Regions from separate parts of the Sus scrofa genome. Here region 1 is linked to region 2. A link is a contact called in public HiChIP or PLAC-seq data. All regions are on one chromosome and are shown on one strand. The core of a region is the stretch at or near the end of the contact, and the rest is flanking DNA. Distances in the headings are between cores, read along the strand shown.

Region 1 (5,711 bases), core at 2,836-5,335, 150 kb after region 2:
CCCACCCAGGCGTCTCAATTTTTGGTGACTGTGCCCGTAGTTCAGATGGTCCCTTCGGTTCTTGATTGGCTTTTCCGTACTCCACTTTACTGCTACACTCTTCTCTGCATCTGGAGATTCCTCCGGTTTGTTTGATCTTTCCCCCGTGTAGGTGACTTTCCAGGGTGCGGGATCCCTTTCTCCTCCAAAGTTCCCTTTCGGGAGCGCCCGTCCCGCTCAGATTCACCTTCTCTCACTCTCCTCTTTTCTCCCGTTCTGCCCAGTAATGTCACGAACTTCTTGCCATTATTGGAGTTTAGGTTCCTCTGCCAGCAATTGGTTGCTGTTCTGTGCGAGTCATTTATTCTGTAGATGTGCTTTTTTTTGTTGTGTTTGTGGGAGAGGGCGAGCGTGTCCCCCTACTCCTCCGCCATCTTGTCCTCTCACCCCTTAAAATAATTTTAATCTAAACATGTAACTTTAAATAGGTGCTGTTTTATTAAACATGCCACATTAACCAAAAACTTCAATAAAGGACTAGTTACCAAGAGTCACACCACCTTTGATTCTGATTACTTGATTATGCTATCTTAACAGCTTTATAAAGGCATTTGCTTTGTCTCTAGGTGTAAAACAAAGGTGTATCCAGATAATCTTCCTACAACAAGTGTGGTGATTGTTTTCCACAATGAGGCTTGGAGTACGCTTCTGCGAACTGTCCATAGTGTCATTAATCGCTCACCAAGACACATGCTAGAAGAAATTGTTCTAGTAGATGATGCCAGTGAAAGAGGTAAATTTTACATTTTAATACCAATAATATGCTACACCTTTTGTCATTAGTGGTTAAAAAGTAGTTGCTATCATTTTTAACCTAGTAATGTTATGCAGACTTCTGATTTATCCTAAAAGTTATTTATGACATTTGGACTCATTCCCATATGCAAAATAATTACACCCTTGTGAAACCTAAAATATTACTTTCATTAGCATTTAGTTTGTGTCTATCTTAATCTCATTTTAAAAAGAAATAATTCTATGAAAATTTATGCAGATGGAAGTTTCCTTGTGGCGCAGTGGGTTAAGGATCTGGTGTTGTCACTGCAGCAGCTCAGGTCTCTGCTGTGGCGTGAGTTCAAACTCTGGCCCAGGAACTTTTGCATGTCGTGGGTGCAGCCAAAAAATTTTTAATGTGGAACAGTGGGAAAAAAAACCCCACATAATTTTGTCAGGATTTTCTTTGTGGGCAGCTGCAGCCCTGAGTCAGTGGAGAAAGATTGGATCCTACTTAGGGCTATAAATAGAGAAATTTAGTTCCATGTACAATGGGGAGCATCTCTGACAGCAAAATAAGAGCATGAGGTGAGTGAGCTTTAGTTCTCCAAATTCTTCTTAGATTTTCCCATTTTCTCTATGTTTAAGTTCAGGAACGATCTACACTGAGGAGCATAAAAGGATGAAGAAGGAATTTATGAAAAAATACTGTGTAATATGACTGATCTCAGTGAGCGGTCTATAGTAACTCTTGCCCAGGTGTTCTGCAAAGAGTCTAAGAATTTTTCAGGGCTTTTTTCCCCACACAGTAGCTATTTAGGATCATTGGTGTCATGTGTTTTCCCCTGAATTCCTGTACTCACGTGAGAAAAATTTGGAGGGAGCTACAGAAAATGGCTCTTCCTTCCTTAAGCAGCCTTAAATTTCATGACCTATTTCATCCTTTTTTTATCATCTTAAACTTTTTCGCCAACTTCTCATTGCCCCTAAGATAGTTTAGTTGAATATTATACCTTCTTCTTCCTGTGCCCACACTAAATATGTACACTTAACCATGATTAAATTTAATAACTTCCCCCTTTTTTTTTTTGCTTTTTAGAGCCACATCCGCGGCATATGGAGGTTCTCAGACTAGGGCTCAAATCGGAGCTGCAGCTGCCAGCCTACACCACAGCCATAGCAATGCAGGATCTGAGCCACGTCTGCAACCTACGCCACAGCTCACAGCAATGCCAGATCCTTAACCCACTGAGTGAGGCCAGGAATCGAACCCTCAACCTCATGGTTCCTAGTCAGATTCGTTTCCACTGCACCGCAAAGGGAGCTCCAGTCACTTCATATCTTAATTATTTGGGAGCGATTTGCACATTAATAATAATTTAATTCTTACTTTGCCAGGTTATAGCAGGATAAAGGAAGAGTAAGTTACAGCTCTACTGTCTCAGGTGCCTTGTCGCTTACCTCCTTAATCTAATCAAGGAGATGGTTTATAATTAAACAAAACATTTAATAATGGTATAATATATAATGTAATTAATGTCAAAATGAATATGAGAACTGCTACAAATAAGAATACCACCTAAAATAATTACTATTGACAATAGAAGTATAAACCTCATGTGGATAACTATTTGCTAGGAGTTAATTACTGCCTCTTTAAAATTAACCAAAGTTAATGTAAGCAGTGGTATATACAAATACAAATATCTGTCCTGAAAGAGACATATATTTGATTTACATATATGTTGATATTTGTTAAATTAAATATGCCCCAAGGGGAGATCTTTTTCCTCAAATGAAATGATTTATTTTTTCATTCCCCCTTTGTTTTCTCCATTATTTTTTTGAACGCCTAAGAAGGCTGTGTGAAATAGTAAGTTTTTGTAGGATGTAGCCTAATCAGAAACATGGGTCCACAACCTGAGGTGTTAAAGGAAGTCCCATATCCTAGTTGTCATTTTCCTTCCTCTTGTAGGCCCTTCTGAATCACCCCAACCTAGGTAAACCTGTAGGAGGAAACGTGTGGGAAGATTCTGCATCACTGCTCTGCTTGGGGCTCTTTGTCATTAAGCAGGTCCCTGAGTGTCTCCCCACAGCCCCAATCAGGGACCTGATTCTACTTTTTATCTTCCTGCCTAGAAAGCCTCAGGCATGCAGATTACCATTTCTGATGCATGCAGGTTGCCATTTCTGATATTGGGAACCACTGGACATTGTGTTTTTGTGGTTATAACTGCAGTCTTGCTATCTAGATTGAGAATTTTTTTTCTTTTTACAATTGCTCCTATGGCATATGGAAGTTCCCAGGCTAGGGGTCAAATCAGAGCTGCAGCTACGTGCCTACACCATAGCTTACAGCAACACTGGATCCTTAACCCACTGAGCAAGGCCAGGAATCAAACTCACATCCTCACAGAGATAATGTTGGGGTCTTTAACCTGCTGAGCCACAACAGGAACTCCCAGATTGAGAATTATCTAATATAACTTTCAGAGTCTGCTCTTTCCTATGCATGAGGCACATTCAAGGCACCATCATTTCTCACCTGGACTGGTGAAACAGACCAACTAGTCTCCCTACACACACTCTCCCCTCCACCCCCCAATCTGTTCATGCTATGTGCACAGCGAGCTTTTAAACATGGAGATCTGATCATGTCACTTCTCTGATCAAAATCTTTCCTCTAGGGGAGTTTCCGTCGTGGCGCAGTGGTTAACGAATCCGACTAGGAAGCATGAGGTTGCGGGTTCGGTCCCTGCCCTTGCTCAGTGGGTTAACGATCCGGCATTGCTGTGAGCTGTGGTGTAGGTCCGCAGACGCGGCTCAGATCCTACATTGCTGTGGCTCTGGCGTAGGCCAGGGGCTACAGCTCCAATTCGACCCCTAGCCTGGGAACCTCCATATGCCGTGGGAGCGACCCAAAGAAATAGCAAAAAAAAAAAAAAAAAAAAAAAAAAAAATCTTTCCTCTAAACAACAAGGATCTACTGTATAGCAAAGGGAACTGTATTTAGTATCATGTGATAACCTATCGTGGAAAATAATCTGAAAAAGAACATATAACTGAATCGTTTTACTGTATACCTGAAACATTGCAAATCAACTATACCTCAGTTAAAAAAAAAAAAACCCTTTCCTCTAAAGCCTACATGACCTGGCCTTTGCCTCCATCTCCAGTCACTTCTTGAGTCATTCCCTGCCCACCCCTCCCCACAGTTGAGCTCAGATGTTTCCTCAGAATCAGTTATATTTAGCGAGGCCTTCCTTGACCTCCCAAGACCAGGTCACATTTCTCTGAACACATCTCAGAGCGCTGCGTACTTTCCTGCAGCTCTCACCAGAGAGTCACCTATTTACTTGTCTGTGTAATGACTGTCTGCCCCATGCTGGCCCCTAGGCAGACCCTACAGATGCCATCAGGACTCTTTGCTCACCATTATCTTCTCAGTGCCACAGCGTCTATTATATAGTAAACAGTCCAGGATATATTCAATGAACGAATGAAAGAATCATCTACCAGTCAGTTAATCCTTGTTTTTATTCCTTATCTGTGTAAACTTCCTAACTAGGTTGTATAGCCTGTGTAGTCTGCTCATGGCCTCAGGGTACTCGATTTCACAGTTAACCTGCTGAGCTCCATTTATTAAATATGAAGTAGGTGCTATAATTATCTCTGTTTTATTGATTGAGCAAAATGAGGCTTAGCATTAACCTACGGCTTGACCTCTTAAGTGCTGTGTACTTCATTCTGTTATAACTTTATTGCTACAGGGTCTGTAATAAAGGTGGAGTCTGGATGAATCTCTAGTTCATGTCAGAAGTTACCGTCATCTCAGAAGTTTATCTTAAGACCTAAAATTGATGTAATGTTCTTAATTTATTAGAAAATCATAGAATAGAGATGACTGTTGTTTTTCTCATTTTACACAAAGTAAACAGAGGTTCTTATTTAAGTACAGATTCAGAGTCAGGTTTATTATACTGTAAACTCCTTGCTCTTTTTACTGCTCTTTAGAGTTCTGGCTAACATTTCTCAGATGTTGCTGAGAGCAGTGAAATTTTCCATGACATTCAGTCTCTGACAGTCTCACACTCCCTGATGGAGGGATGCATTTATAGACTAATAGCTGTAAAGATAGTCCAATAAGTAAGATTCCCCCGTAGTTTTCGGTGACATAGTACCTTTTCACCATCATCACTTAACCCCCCATGGCCTCCTTTTTGTAAAGTGATGTTTGAGTAAATAGTTCCTAATCCCCACCCAGCCCCAAGTCCATAATTGTCTATCAACTATTAGGAAGACACCTATATATATACATACATATATATATATACATACATACATATATATATACATACATATATATAGATATATATATATATAGATATATATATATATATTTTTTTTTTTTTTTTTGCTTTTTAGGGTTGCACCTGTGGCATATGGAGGTTCCCAAGTTAGGGGTCTAATCAGAGCAACAGCTGCCGGTCTCCACCACAGCCACAGCAATGAAGGATCCAAGCCGTGTCTGCAACCTACACCACAGCATGCCAGATGCTTTACCCACTGAGCAAGGCCAGGGATTGAACCAGAAACTTCATGGTTCCTAGTCGGATTCGTTTCCCCTGCTTCATGACAGGAACTCTGGAAGACACCTATTTCTTAGCCTTTTTGCATGAAGGCCACAAAGATGGCAAAGATGGCCAAGAAAATTTATGGAATAGCAACTTTTTTGAGCCCCCAAACCAGAGGATCATGCATTTTTCATTTTAGTTATAGCAAGACAGAATATTGTAACTTTCAAAGGTATGGGATTCAGGAATTAGTTTGCTTTTGATTCTTAAGAAGCACTTTAAACTGTCTAATATTTATGGGAAAACTTATTGGGAGACACATTGTGACACAGCCAAACTTGACTGGTCTAAGGTACTAGAATATATCTCATACCTCATCACAGG
Region 2 (5,750 bases), core at 2,863-5,362:
TTGTTTTATCTATCATCTATCTGTCTGTCTATCTATCTATCTATCTATCTATCTATCTATCTATCTATCTATCTATCTAATCTATCTCCTACGAGTTCTCTTTCTCTGGAGAACCATAACTAACACACCCAGTTTATCCAAAAAAAGTGCCGTTAGGATTGAAAGTGCTTACAATGATGAACAGGATGTCAATGACCTTTAGCCAAAGGTCCCCAGGAACACACCTGTAGTTGGTCTGGTGGGTTTATTACTCATAACATTGAAGGAGAACATACACCATGGGGAACAATGGAGCAGCTCTGTAAGAGGGTGTTAGAGAGAAACTATCATTGATTGTTTATATTTTATATTTATGGGCTTTGGGGGTAACTGGGGAGGATCCAAGAGAGCAATGGATGGCACAAAAAAGTGAGGACAGACACGAGACAATTCTGTGATTTTCTCAACAAATACTTTATCTCTGGAAACAGGTGACTAGAGCAGGGGTAAAACTGTACTTGGTAAAGATGCAGCAGACACTCGAGTCAGCCAAGAGAGGGGGGTGTTTGGAATTTTGTGGGTGGAACAGTGACTTGGGTTTGTCTGTGCTTGGCGAAAGTTCTGTCTCACTTTGTCACGATCTCAGAGTGGACTTCTTTGATGCTGGTTCTGTGAAATTATGTTCTGAGTCATTTATGCTCCCCGAGTTCCCCACCTCCACCCCCATCCCCTGACCTGTCCCTCCACCCAGAAGAGAGCTGAAAGCTTCTCCAGGGAGGCAGTTGGGCTGGGTCTCCCCCTGTGTGCATGGAAGGTCTCTGGGACCTTCTGAGGAGAGTAGTCCCAACACACACAAGCTTTTCTCCTGCTTATTGGGACTGCCTTTCTAAAATCTTTCTACTCTGTGTTACCAAAAGCCAAGTGCTGTGCTGAGCATTTTGCATACATTCATGAATTCAATCCTTGAAACAACTCTAGAAAGTAAGTATAGTATTATTTTCATTTTGATGATGGGGTAACCAAGATACACATAGAGTGAAAAACAATAACAGCAACAAAGAAAACCCAACAATAAACCCACCCACCTTCCACTCACCACTAAAAAGTCCCTTGTGTGCTTGATTGTGTGGCATGATGTGCATCTGTGCATGATGGCACACTATTTCCAGAGCAAAGTATCATTTGGCCCTGGGTCAAAACCCTGCACTGTTCCCTCCTGCCTAGAGAATTAAGCCCAAATGCCTTCCATTAAGACTCTGGCCAGCTTTGAGACCCTGTCTTCACTACTGTGGTGTCCTTAGTTCTCCTCTAAGTGAGCTCTCTGCTGTGGCCACAGCCATGCATTCCCCAACCCCCTGAACATGTCAAGTGCATTTCCACATCTGTGCTGCTCCCTCCAGCTGGAATATTCTCCATCCAATCTCAGCTCCATACCTTCTTCTCAGCTCAGGTCTGAGTTCCTCTGTGCAGTTTTCCTGGCAGGTATCCTGTGATTTTTTATATTCTTAATTGTGTTTTTAGGTATCTTGTTACCTAATAATACCTGTAGTAGAGAGTTTGCAAAACCACCGCAATAATTTCTCCCCTGCCTACATGCATGTCCCTTTGCATTGTGACTTGCCTTGGCCACTTCTACCTTCAAGAGGCAGAGTCTGGAGTTCCCATTGTGGCTCAATGGTTAACAAACCCGACTAGTATCCATGAGGACGTGGGTTCAATCCCTGGCCTTGCTCATTGGGTTAAGGATCCAGCGTTGCCATAGGCTGCAGTGTAGGTTGCAGATGTAGTTTGGATCCTTCATTGCTGTGTCTGTGGTATAGACCGGCAGCTACTGCTCTGATTAGACCCCTAGCCTGGGAACCACTATGTGCTGTGGGTGTGGGCCTAAAAAGAAAAAAAAAAAAAGAGGGACAGTCTATCTCTTCACTCTTTTGAGTCTGAGTTTGAATCTAAATATGACTTATTTTGGCAAATGGAAGATTAGAAAGTCCTCAGACCACCATGTAAGGAGCCTGGGCTAGCCAGTGAAGAATGAGAAAATGCAAGGAGCAGAAATGGATCATCTCAGCTGACCAACTGAAGACAAGCTGTCCAGACTAACCAGCCTGCCGAATGTGTGAACATGGCCATCCTAAATCCCCCAGCCCCAGTTAAGCTGTCCTGGACAGAAAAGCCATCCCAGCCAATCCAAGGAATTATGAACAAAAAATAAATGTTTGTTTTTATATGCCAGTACATTTAGGGATGGCTTGTTATGCAGCCAAAGCTAATGAATATAAGATTCTAAACTCTGAGCTTACGAGGTTCTGAGCTATGACCCACCTTACCTGAATCCTTAGAATCCAGTCTTTCACATGATAGCAAGTCCTCAATAAATATTTGTTGTTGAGAATAACTCCAGTAAAGAATGCTGAGGGAATTTCCATTGTGGGTCAGTGGGTTGTCTCTGTGAGCATGTATGTTCCATCCCTGGGGTTGCTCAGTGGGTTAAGGATCCAGCATTGCTGCAAGCTATGGCATAGGTTGCAGATGCAGCTTGGATCCTGTGTGGCTGTGGATGTAGCATAGACTGGCAGCTGCAGCTCTGATTTGACCTCTGACCAGGAAACTTCCATATGCTGTAGGTGGGGCCCTAAAAAGAAAAAAAGAAAAAGAAAAAAAAAAGAATGCTGGGGAGGCGAACCTTGTGGGACAGTAGGTTGAGGATCTGGCATTGTCTCTGCACCAGTTTGGGTCACTGTTGGGATGTGGGTTTAATCCCTGGCCAGGAACTTCTGCATGATGCAGGTGCGGCCATAAAAAAAAAAAAAAAAAAAAATACTGAGAGTTGGAGTTTGAAGGAAGCCAGGCCTAGCTAGCCTTCAGAGAAGATGGAGATCTGGGAGTACTTGGGAAAGCTGTTTTATGCTTAAAACCTGGGTGATATCCTACCTACTTTAACTGTGGAGTGTCTATCATGAAGTTCTCTTTTCTCACAGGACAACTGAGCTGTGCACTAACTTGGCCAACAATGCTGGATTCAGCTGGTGGAGTGGCAGGAAGGGAGATGCAGTCTAGGAGGGTGAGCTCCCACACTTGATTACTCCTCCCATTTATGGATGTTTACGGACTACCCACTGTGTGCCTGGTGGTGCGTGCTGGGGACTAAGGAAATAAATGAACCTGATATGGTCCTCAAGGGGATCTAGTTCTGAAGTGTCAGCACACGTCTGACCATTTCCTGGCTCAAATTCAGCAAGAAAAGTAGTTAGAGGGCTCCTGGTCTAGGGCTCATTTTCCTGAACAAATTGACTGTGTTATTATTTTACCTCTTCCATTTGTGGGAATTTATAGACAATTTTCCAAGTCTTTAGGTTTATATTTTTGTAACCAAATTGAACTTTTCTTAAGAAAACAAGTAAAAATTAATAGTCCTTAATGGTATAATCATCCAACTCTGGATGTAGTGAAACTGTGCATTTGGGTCTTGGGTACTGCATGCTCAGTACCTCAGACTGTGGGCCGAGAATGAAAGGCAGTGCTGTCAAGAGGACCTGCCTGATGGCCAAGGGCCTGACTGTGGCTCCTCAGATGGATTATAGTAACAATATGCCCAATCATGGATTACTGGGTATCGAGTGCTTATTGTTTAAGTGCTAGCAATTTTAAACCCGATATTCTTTTCAATTCTCTCAGTAACCCTGTGAGATAGGAACTGCTATTATTCCTTTTTTCCCTGATGAGAAGAGGGAAGCACTAAGAAGTTAAATGTGGTCCAAGGTCATGTAGCTAGTGAGTAGCAGATCTGGAGCTTGATCTCAGCGATTTCGTTTTTATCTTTTGCAAAGCTTGTGCCACTTTAGACCCAGCCTGTTAACAACACTGTTGGGAGACCCTTTGGTCTCCTTTCTTTTTCTCCTGCTCGAGAACCTCTGGTCCCTGCAGCCCCACTCCTATTTGGGTGGTAACTAGCCTTCTGCTTTTTTTGCTCTTAGAAGATTGGAGTGCTTCTTACACAGCACTTTACTTCTTGTTTGGTTTATCTTTTCTAAAGCTCCAAACAAATAAGAGAGACTGACCTGTTTCCTCCAGGCGGCTTCTGAATGGGAGCCTTCCAGAAGTGTCAGCCAGCGGTTAGGTGACACCAGGGCAGCTCCAGGCTGCGGTGACTTAGGGAGAATCTGCAAGGCTCCGTGGCGCTCCTATCCCAGCTGGTGTCATTGCTGGCCAAGTGAGGGAGTTACTGGATCTGAGATACAGGGAACCAATTCACCTGCCAGGCCAGCCCCAGCCTTTTCTGGTCTTAGTTACAGAACTTTTTAAAAAATAAAACACTAGAGAGATGGCCTCCTACCAAGATGTGGTTCCCAGCTCATCCCTCCCTTTCCTCTTGAGCCACATCCCTCCCTCCAGACTCCCTCTCTGCTCAGCCTAACACTTCCCTTTCTCCTTCTCTCCCCTCCCCCTTCCCACAAAAGCTCTCCTCTCCCTCTGGTAAAGTCCAACCTATAGAAACTTCCTCCTAATTCAGATTGGCTTTCCTGTGTTACCATGGCAACCTGCGGCTACCAAGACTTGTCAGCAAAGTCATTTCTACACTACGTTTCTTTCATAGGAAATCTTCATTCTACATCTTGTCCTTCCCCACTTGCTGCTGCCAGTTTGCACAAAACTCCATCTCCAGACTCTCCAGCATCTTTAAATGTTTTTAAGCAGCCATATCTCTTTTATACCAACTATGTTGTTGTATTTGGAATAATTTTAGATACAGTGTCATCAACTGAGCTAATTCCAAATACATCAGTACAGTTTTCTCCATGGAGCATACCTGGCTTACTTAGTGACGTGTGGATAAGTTAACTTTGTACTTATGCAGAGGCGTTGACAAGAGCTGAATTGTGAATACTGAGCAGGGAAGTGGTTCAAGTGGGACCACTCGTGCCCCAGAGGGAAGGCCAGAGCAAATTAGAAACTTACCCTGAGGAAATTGTCCAGCCCACAAGGGTCGGTGAGAGCTTGTGAAAATAGCCACAAGAACACCCAGAACTCAGCATCCTTTCCAAGCCCTTATTGAGCAGAAGGTCCCAAATCTGGTGCAAAGGAGATGTCCTCTGTCCTATGTCCTCTGAAGGCAGGCAGAATTGAGTGTTATTCTCAATTCTCTTAATGAATTAGCTGCACTCTGTGGGCTTGGGCAGGTTCCTTACCCTCTTCAAATCTCAGTGGTCTATTTTTCAAAGTTATTGGGGGAAACAAAAGGGCTAATGCCCATAAAAGGGCCTAAAGTAGTTCTCAGAGCACACTCTGTAAAGAGTAACTGCCGTATTCCAGTTACTATTCTCCGAGGCCCCATCAAGATTCAAAGCTACCTTCAAGAAGCAGGTACCAAGGTTACCACATAATCAGGTGACACAGCTGGTAACCAAGCTGTAAATCATGGTCTGAACACTCTAAAATTTAGAATACAAGTGGTAGGGAGAAGCTAAGGCACCAAGGCTCATTAGATGCTGTTATAGGCGTGACATCCTGGCATTGTCAGGTGGAAACTGACCTAGCCAAGGAACTGTGAACTAACTGCTTTCAGGGTCCTGTCCCCTCCTCCTTTGCCTGCTGCAGCTGGAATATGTGTTAGGCAGGCCAAGAACTGGGAGCAGGACAAGATACCCAAGAAAAAAACCAGGTCCTTGCTCAGGCCCAGAAAAGAAGGCTGAGCACACACAGATGAGGGTTCGACTTGAGCTAGTTTAACAGGACCCAAGAATGTAGAGTTGGGTCCCAGCTTTGAACCTTCA

The links. HiChIP or PLAC-seq counts read pairs in DNA pulled down with a chosen protein or histone mark.
Region 1: a contact with region 2 is called in an H3K27ac HiChIP or PLAC-seq map of skeletal muscle, with 4 times the contacts expected there. The contact joins two enhancer-like sites. A contact is called at or near these places in 2 of 47 Hi-C or Micro-C datasets (both in skeletal muscle) and 2 of 2 datasets of contacts at active chromatin or transcription factors (alveolar macrophages and skeletal muscle).

The regions. Positions count from the first base shown.
Region 1 is chr6:119,456,451-119,462,161 of Sscrofa11.1, forward strand. GALNT1 (polypeptide N-acetylgalactosaminyltransferase 1) reads left to right here. Exons shown (of 14, transcript XM_021096269.1): 6 at 606-772. Among named protein-coding and RNA genes, the nearest start is that of GALNT1, 160 kb to the left of the region's middle. Within about 2 kb of position 4,086, at least 2 of the 83 cell types and tissues checked have an H3K27ac peak or open chromatin away from gene starts, as enhancers often do. A contact at or near this core is called in skeletal muscle, where this site is marked.
Region 2 is chr6:119,307,464-119,313,213 of Sscrofa11.1, forward strand. GALNT1 (polypeptide N-acetylgalactosaminyltransferase 1) reads left to right here. Exons shown (of 14, transcript XM_021096269.1): 2 at 2,958-3,040. Among named protein-coding and RNA genes, the nearest start is that of GALNT1, 14 kb to the left of the region's middle. Within about 2 kb of position 4,113, at least 4 of the 83 cell types and tissues checked have an H3K27ac peak or open chromatin away from gene starts, as enhancers often do. A contact at or near this core is called in skeletal muscle, where this site is marked.